Linked DNA regions of Mus musculus: region 1 is linked to region 2. The links are chromatin contacts, called in public HiChIP or PLAC-seq maps. All regions are on one chromosome and are shown on one strand. The core of a region is the stretch at or near the end of the contact, and the rest is flanking DNA. Distances in the headings are between cores, read along the strand shown.

Region 1 (4,419 bases), core at 241-2,740, 74 kb before region 2:
ATCGCTCTCTAGCTGAAATGATGTCACTTGTAGCACTGACTCGAGATCAAGCCATGTCGTGGTTAAGTACTGAAGGGGGAGTTGAGGTTCATCTCTACTGCAGGGGGGTGCTGATGGGAGCCAGGAGTTCCTACTTCCCTCCTGATGGTGATGCCTTTCTTTTTGGTGGGACTTGCTGTTGCACAATGGCACATTAATTCTGTCCCGCCACCTGTGCTACAACTGCCATGCCCTGCACTTGGAAGGATTGTGTCTGCTGATGTTTAAAGGGAATTTATTTCTAGAAACTTTAAAAATGCTTCCATCAGTTCCTTTTAGCTGAGTAAGGGTCTCTTGAAGTGCCCAGAATCTCAGTGATGAGCTTTCCTCTCACTGGCTGGCATTATCTGTACTCTGCACAGTGTGCACAAGGAAAGTTCTAGATATTGTTTGGAGGGTGGAGGGAAAATACACCTAGAAGCCAAAACACTTCTTCCCAAGCTCCTTGCTGGTTAAACATACCATATTTATTCTAGACCCAGCATGTTAATAACTACTTTTCAGTTTCTACCTGCAAGTGTCAGAGAATTCAATTGTATAAATATTTCTAGGACTTTCTGTGAAAAAAATTTCCTACACCCCATGACCTATTATTTTTATGGTCACAGTACCATTAATTACCTGTGGTCAGTTACTACCACATTATAGCTAAAACAATGCAGATGTATTATCTTAACAATTCTGGAAAACACAAGTCCAAATTCAGCCCCACTGTGTTAACCACAAGGTGTAGACCTGAATTCTTTCTTTCTTTCCTCTCTTAGGTTCCAGATGTGGCCTACATGCATACTGGGTGACTCCTCCTCTCTCTTCAAAGGAAATACAATGATTCCTCCCTCTGTGGCCTCTGTTTTCATCTTCATGGCCTCTCTCTCTCTCTCTCTCTCTCTCTCTCTCTCTCTCTCTCTCTCTCTCTCTCTCTCTCTCCATCTCTCTTTAAGAACCTAGTCCACCCAAATGATTCAGGCTTATCCCATCTCAGGATCTTCAACTCAATCCCATCTGCAAAATATTTTTCACCTTATGGGTTATGTATCTGATCAGGATGTTGGTGTGAGCACTTTAGTGGCCCAGGATGATGGCATGACAAACGGCTATAAAATTTTCTGAGATAACAATGTATGTTCCCCACCCCAAAAACTTTTCTTCTCTCATTTAAACAGGGAGCCACACTCTGCCCTTGTTTCAGAGGGGCAGAAAGCAGAAGTTGCTGGCAGAACACTTCCCCTTTTACCTTAAGATTTTTAAAACCCCAGTACAGAAGAAGTTATACTTGGTGTTCTGGATAGACAGGGAGGATAGAGGTGGTGGACTTCCTAGCTTGGGGGCCTGGGGAGGGGCTTCACCAGGAAATGCTCAGAGAACTGGTGGGCTTAAAACAGAGAAAGCATCACACCCACTGCACCATCATTCCAGAACCCCCAGGCACCAATAACTCGAAGCCAGAGGGTCCTCCCATAGGAAGCTAAAATGCTCTAGAGTTCAAGGTAAAAATGAAATAGTGAAAGAAAGAAAGAAAGAAAGAAAGAAAGAAAGGAAAAAAAGCAACAGTATTTCTTCCACCTCTGCCCAAGCTTAAACGCCATTGGCATAAGAGCCAGATAAACAAGGTGGCCAGGTTTCATTATTCCTTCCAGTTCTCTCTGTGGGAAGCAGCCAAATAATAGGACATTGCCAAAGAGTGCATTGTACGAACAAGGGGAAAGCCTGGGACACTGAGCCGTGCAGTTCAGGAAACACTTGCTGGGAGAATTGATGAGAACATTTGGCGACTGAGAAAATGGCTTCAGGAAGGGCGATCTGAGTTAAGGCCCTCCATCTAGGAATGACAGCTTTAGCTTGAATTTCAGCCCATGTTCTGGTAGCAGAGCTGAGAACCCCGACTTAAGATGCTACCTTTAGTTCCCTACAAAAGGGAACTTCCCATGTGCTGTGGTGTGAATGCTCCTTTGCCCCACAAAGACCTGTGTGTTAAAGACTTGGCTTCAAGGTGTCACTAGCCGGAGGTGGAGGAAGCCTCAAGAGGTGGAGCCTGGTGGGAGATCTGTAAGCCATTGAAGGGGACTGTAGAGCATTCGCTCCTCCTTGTTCCCTGGCTTGAAAGGTGATTGGCAGGTCTCTGCTCCTGACTCTGCTCCCTTGCCACAGGTCCCTGTAAGCAGGGGCAACCAATCACAGACTAGACCCTCCAAAAAGGTGAGCCAAAACAGATTTTAATATGTCGACTGACTCTGGTATTGCCTTTGAAAACCCTTGCCCTGCCCTGGAGAGATAAAGATCACCCATGAGCAACTTGTTGAGGTGGAAAACCTGGACCACACACGATGAGATGCACTCCTGCTTGTAGTATGTATGTGTGAGGTTCTCTGAACTGATGTCCCACTAGGTGTAGGTTTTGCTTCGTGTGCCTAGCGGTATGAATTGTAACTAGAAGAGCCAATGAACTTGTGGTTTGAATGAGAATGGCCCTGCCTCCCCAACACGGGCTCATACATTTGAATGCTTGGCCCCCAGTGGATGAACTGTTTTGCAGGAGTAGGAGGTGGAACCTTATTGGAGGAGAAGAGTCACTGGGGGTGGGTTCTAAGGTTTCAAAAGCCCACGCCATTCCCAGCTTCCTCTCGCTCTGTTTTGTGGTTGTGGTCTCAACATGTGAGCTCTCAGCCACTGTTCCAGTGTCATGCCTGCTTGCTGCCCTGCTCCCCTCCATGATAGTTATGGACTTAACCTCTGGAACTGTAAGTCGCCTTGGTCATGGTGTCTTCACAGCCATAGAAGAGCAACCAAGACAGCCCCAAGGAGAACAAGCAGAGAGGAATAAGAAGGATGTGGAGATGAGGACCCAGGGTTTGACGATAGGCTAGAAATCAGTTGTGCTCTCACATAGCAAACACTTTTTCTAATCAAGAGCTGTTTTCATTTTCTTGACCAGTCTTCACGATGTCTGGTAAGGTGTCTATAAACTATAATAATGTGCCACAGCATGGGAGAAACCAACGTCTCCCCACTGTTTTCTTGCTATTTGTTTCAGCTGCCCAGTGGATACTCCAAGAATTTATTTTCTTACAGTCTCAGGAACAAAAGTTTCTCCTACCTTCTTCCCACCCCCAGGCCCCCAACTTACACTGGCCTGCCATTTCCACATGCCTTGGGGAAACTGGCAGAAGGATGGTGCTCATGACTTCCTGGTATGGGTTAGGCAGGAAGAGAGGGAAGTGAAGGGGAAGGGATGGCTCCAGGAAGCATCTGTGGATCTGATGGGAAGGAACAGAAAGAGCTCCTGTGGCCACAGGTCAGCACGGAAGGTTGGGGGAGGATGTCAGAACACACTCTCCTGACAGTGGCTCTTAAGGAAAGGCCTGGGCTGAGCACAGAAGAGAGAGAAGAGAGTGGAGGCAGGGAAGATACAGCCTGTTGGTTGGCATGTGAGGAGATGCAGTGGATCACATTGGCCATCAGTCACTGGGGAAATGCAGAGTCCTGGGTACACTAAGACCTGGGTGGAGGATTAGTGAGAGTACCAGCTACTACACTTGAGCTGCCTTGGAGATCACTGTGGGATGGCCAGAGAAACTCCATTTTATGCTAGCGTCCATCTTAGTACCCACTAGGGGTTTGTCTTTGACTCCAGTCCCTAGGAGCTAAGTTCCCAGGAACCCTAACACAGTGACTCCCCGACCCAGAAAGGTTACAGCTGTGACCATTTACTTGTTATGATACAGCTAACTGCCTTTTGGCTTCTGTAACCTCCTTATGCAGACATTCAAGGACTATTTGGAGGTTGCCTTCACTCCCTAATCTTGACAGACACAACAGCCTTGGCTTGCTAGCAGATACTCAAGGTCTTCTTGTGGTTTTCATCTCTGAAAATCCTTCCCCCTGCCTCTGTCTCATAGCAGTCTCAAGGTTGGCTCAGAGCTTGTTTTGCTAGCAGTATCAATAAAATTGACTAATATAATCTGGATTGTGCCTATGGTCTTTCTCCAGGGGTCATGAATTTTATAACAACTGCCCATGTTATTAAGATCAAGAGATGTTAGCAGACACAGAGTGGAAGTACTGCCTAGGTGTAAGCTGCTGTAGTTAATCTTCATTGTCAACTTGGCTGGATTTGGAATTCTCTAACAGACATACCTCTGGGTATGTCTCTGAGGGTATTTTCAGAGAGGTTTAACTGAGGAGGGAAGACTGACCCTGAAGGTGGGTGCCACCATGCCATAGGCTAAAGTAACAGACTGAATAAAACAGAAAAAAAGCCAGCATTCCTGGCTGATTATTCCAAAGGAACTGCGGTCTCTTACTCCAGCTGCGATGCCTTCCACGAGACAGAATGTGTGCCCTTAGACTGTGAGCCAGGATGAACTTTCCTTGCCTTATATT
Region 2 (4,380 bases), core at 1,836-4,335:
TGCAGACAAGACTTTGATCAGAACCATAATCACACGGGCAACTTGAAGGATGTCTTCTGTGCTGGCTTGTTTTCTTTAAAATTACTTTTATTTATTTTTTTACAGTTCAGTCATTACCGCCTGCCCCCCACTGCCCTCCTGGTTTGCCTTCCCACAGTTCCTCATCCCATTCCTCCTCCCCCTGTCTCCAAGAGGATGTCCCCCTCCCACTAGGCCTCTCTGCTCCCTGGGGCCTCAAGTCCCTCCAGGGTTAGATGCATCTTCTCTCATTGAGGCCAGATGAAGCAGTCCTCTGTTCTATATGTGTTGGGGGCCCCAGACTAGCTCTTGTATGTTGCCTGGTTAGTGGCACAGTGTCTCAAAGATCTCAGGGGTCAGGTGAGTTGACAGTGCTGGTCTTCCTATGGGGTAGTCCTCCTCCTCGGCTTCTTCCAGCCTTTCCCTAATTCAACCACAGGAATCTCGACTTCAGTTCATTGGTTGGGTGTAAGTATCTGCCTCTGTCTCAGTCAGTTGCTTGTTGGGCCTCTTGGAGGTCAGCCATGCCAGGCTCCTGTATGTAAGTACACTATAGCATCAGTAATAGTGTCAGGCCTTGGGGCCTCCTCTTGAGATGGATCCCAAGTTGGGCCAGTCACTGGACCTCCTTTCCCTCAGACTCTTCACCATTTTTGTCTCTGCAGTTCTTTAGACAGGAACAATTCTTGGTCAGAGCTTTTGACTGTGGGATGGCAACCCCATCCCTCCACTTGATGCCCCATCTTTCTTCAGGAGATGGACTGTACAAGTTCCCTCTCTCTACTATTGGACATTTCATCTAAGGTTCCCCCCACCTCTTTGAGTCCCAAGAGACTCTCATGTCCCTGGTACATTCTAGAGGACCTCTCCCCAACCCCACCCCCAGGTTGCTGCATACTTCCATTCATTCTGCTGGCTGTGCTGGTTTGTTTTATGTCAGCTTGACACAAGCTAAAGTCATTTGAGAGAAGGGAACCTTAAGAAAAGGCCTGCATAAGATGTAGCTCTATAAGATCTGACTGAAGGCAAACCTGTAGGGCATTTTCTCAAATAGTGATTGTTGGGAGGTCCATGTCCATTGTGTGTGGTATCATCCCTAGGCTGATGATCCTCAACTGCATGCAGAGCAGCATCCTTCCATAGCCTCTGCAACAGCTTATGGCTCCTGGGCTCCTGCCCTGCTTGAGTTTCTGACCTGACTTCCTCTAAATAAGAAAGTGTAAGACCAGTACATCTTTTCTTTCTCTATGTGCTTTGGTGCTGCTGTTTCATCATAGCAATAGTAACTCTAACTAGGACGCCCTTGATGGCCTCCTAACCTAACCCTGCACACCCAGCTTCCTACTGTGCAAAGCGTGGCACTCACACTTCTTTTAGTTGCTGAGGATTCTAAGGTATGACTTTGTTTCCAAGAAAATATCAGTAGAAACATAATGTTAAAATTAAGCCAGAAGTCCACATATGAAAACTCTCACTGATAGGTACTTTCTCCCCCCCCCCCCCCCTTAAATTTCTTGGCGTTTGGCTTTGGCCTAGCATCGTAGCTAGGCCAGATGTGGAAGTGGTCACCCGGAGGGGAGGTGTGTTTTCAGTCATCCTTTTGTCTCTCTTGGCCCTTTCTTTTTACACTTACAAATCCCTTGTGTTGTACAAGTAGACGAATCAGCATTTGACTCTCTGAAATACCATTGTCATGGTTTCTGGTTGTTACCTGATAGAGGAACAGGCACAGAATTATTCTAACCATCACAACTTCCAAGGGTCAGAGAGTACAGCCAGGTGTGTGTGTGCGTGTGTGTGTGTGTGTGTGTGTGTGTGTGTGTGTGATGTCAGAATGAACTCTAAACTGAGCATCTAGAAAAACACTGGCCCTAACCTTCCTAACATTTACCGCATCCAGGCATAGTGCTAAATGTCCTGGAAACTCAAAAAATTGGCAGGTAGATGATGTTACTCTCATTTTAGAGGTGAGGAAACTGGGACTCTGAGCAATGAAGTAACTTGTCTGGGAAAACTTTGGAAGTCTGAAAAAAAATCTACAGATCTACTAGAGTTTGCATGTGCATCAAAGAAAACAAGATGTGTATGTAATAGGAGACACACAGAGAGAGAGAGAGAGAGAGAGAGAGAGAGAGAGAGAGAGAGAGAGAGAGAGAGAGAGAGAGTAGCAGAATCCATGCCAGGAAAAATACACTCAAGAAGGAGGCTGTGTGCTGTTACATGCCTGTGACATCAGCATTCTAGAAAGTGGGACAGGAGGGCCTGGAGTTAGAGGCCAGTCTGGGCTATGTAATTTGACTATGTCACAAAAGTAGGGAGATAAAAGGGGAGATGAGTGAAGAAATGAAGGTGAAGGCTGTGTAGCAGGATCAACCATGTTGGCAGCTGCTCCTGGAAGCTGTAATTTGCTGATTTTTTTTTTCTGTATTGTTAAAATCTCTGCCCTGTCTGTCCTGTTCCTTAACCTCATTCTTTGTTTCCCCCTCACGTCGGAGCTGGATTCCCACAAGGTAGCTCAGGCTGCAGACTCTCCAGTGTTGGGCAAGTTACAGGTATGTCAGTTTTCTTATGTTTCTTATTCGTGTTTAGACATGGCTTCAAATGCTCTTTATGCTGGCTCTGTAGGCATATCTAACTTGTGTTTTGGGAGATATGTCCTGCCCCTAGTTAGGTTTTTCTGATACCAGAGGCCCTTCTCAAAAATAAGACCTAAATTCTAAACTAGTATCTAGAGTCTAGGGCAAGTAAATTTGTAAGGGAGATCTATTATATTTTATCTCTCTCTCTGTAAATAGGGCAGCTCCCTGTGTGCCACACTTGCTGAGGAATATCTATTTGGAGTTTAGAAGGCAAGAAGCAGAACTTCCCAATGCAAACTGTTGATCTACTCGTGGTGGCTAGTTTCCGTTTTCCCCTCTAGATCTAGCATTCTGTGCTTCATCGGTGCACAGCCTGGGTCCTCTTCTGTTGTAGACTACAACTAGGTTTGCCTGGTGGAAGGGAGGGGCAGAAGAACTCCTTCTCACCCTGTGGCTTGGCAGTGGCTGTTTCCCCTTTCTGAGTCATGACTCCTATTGGATGGCATCTTCTACATCTTTCATTGAGTTCCAGTAACTGTTCCTCCCTTGTTACCCCAGGCGTAGGAGGAGGGACAGCTTTGAAGGCCTCCTCCCCCATCCCCTCACTCTCTGTAAATATTCCTTTTATTAAACATTCCTCCTCTACCCCCTGAATGTGTCATCATTTCCTACCTGAATCATCACTGTCTTACTTGATTTTGTAAAGTTTCCACATGTGACATACATGGATTGCAGACTCAGATTGCTAAGATTGACCTTTAGTAACACAAATATTGTACAGAAAATAAAACCACAACTCAAAAGGGGAATTTATATCACTTTTTTCAATTCACCTAAGTTAACAGATTTAGAAAGGAGTGTGAAAACAGCGCTGTCTGACACATAGCCTTCGGCTCTATGGAAATTGGATTTGTAGCTTTTGTGAGTTGCTAAAATAATACTCCTTCCCCTAGTCTTTCATGTGGCTGAATGGCTTTTGTTTTGCTTTGTTTTGTTGGTTTTTGAGACAGGGTCTCACTATGTAGCCCTGGTTGGCCTAGAACTTGATATGTAGACCCAGCTGGCTTTAAATCAAGCATTCCTCTAGCTCTGTCTCTTGAGTGCTGGGATTTAAGGTATGTGTCACCAGACCCACTGATAAATGGTTTTTAGGCCTATCATAATGCGGCTGAGTGATTGGCTGTATGTCACAAGTGCACTCAAAGAGGACATACAAGGGAAAGGAAGGAACTTTGCTAATCCCTCCAAATGAGAAGCACCAGGCTCATGACCCTTCAAGAAGAAATGTTCATTTGCACAGGGCAATGCATCTCAGTGAGTGGCCCAAGTGGGAGCCCTGCCCAAGACTAGAAAACCATTAGATTTGGCTTAGCTAAGTGAAATAAACAGTCTTGTCCCAAGTGAGAGCTAATTGTTCTCCTCTGCCTTTCAAAGTTAAGTTATCAAATTCTAAGCCAGAGTGTGTTGTTTTTCTTAGTCCAAGTCCAAATCAGAGCTGTCTTGACTCTAACATAAGGTCAATCTCTCTGAAAGTGCACTGACATTAGGAGGAGAATGTTGAAATTTAACAAGTGATGCTGAGCACAGGGTGGGATGGATTGGCCTCCTATGCCAGCTTGGGTGGTTTGGAGATGGATGTTTATAGAGCATGGGGCAGGCTGTAGGTTGTTTGGGTTCTATGGTTTGAGGATGGTAGTTTCTAGAGCATGGGGCTGTACAGTGGTTGTCTTGCTTATAAAGTTCTTGACATTCAGGTCTTCTATGGACTTGACAGCAAACTTGG

The links. HiChIP or PLAC-seq counts read pairs in DNA pulled down with a chosen protein or histone mark.
Region 1: a CTCF HiChIP or PLAC-seq map of CD8 T cells shows a contact between it and region 2, with 22 read pairs. The contact joins two enhancer-like sites. A contact is called at or near these places in 1 of 15 datasets of contacts at CTCF or cohesin (CD8 T cells), 9 of 484 Hi-C or Micro-C datasets (the C10 cell line, CD4 T cells, the MNK3 cell line and 6 more) and 6 of 115 datasets of contacts at active chromatin or transcription factors (CD8 T cells, DN3 thymocytes, the HPC-7 cell line and 2 more).

What each region holds. Positions count from the first base shown.
Region 1 is chr14:45,076,847-45,081,265 of GRCm38.p6, reverse strand. No RefSeq gene overlaps it. Among named protein-coding and RNA genes, the nearest start is that of Ptger2, 91 kb to the right of the region's middle. Within about 2 kb of position 1,490, at least 68 of the 459 cell types and tissues checked have an H3K27ac peak or open chromatin away from gene starts, as enhancers often do. A contact at or near this core is called in CD8 T cells, the MNK3 cell line, Th2 cells and 3 more, where this site is marked.
Region 2 is chr14:45,004,761-45,009,140 of GRCm38.p6, reverse strand. No RefSeq gene overlaps it. Among named protein-coding and RNA genes, the nearest start is that of Ptger2, 19 kb to the right of the region's middle. Within about 2 kb of position 3,085, at least 70 of the 459 cell types and tissues checked have an H3K27ac peak or open chromatin away from gene starts, as enhancers often do. A contact at or near this core is called in CD8 T cells, the MNK3 cell line, Th2 cells and 3 more, where this site is marked.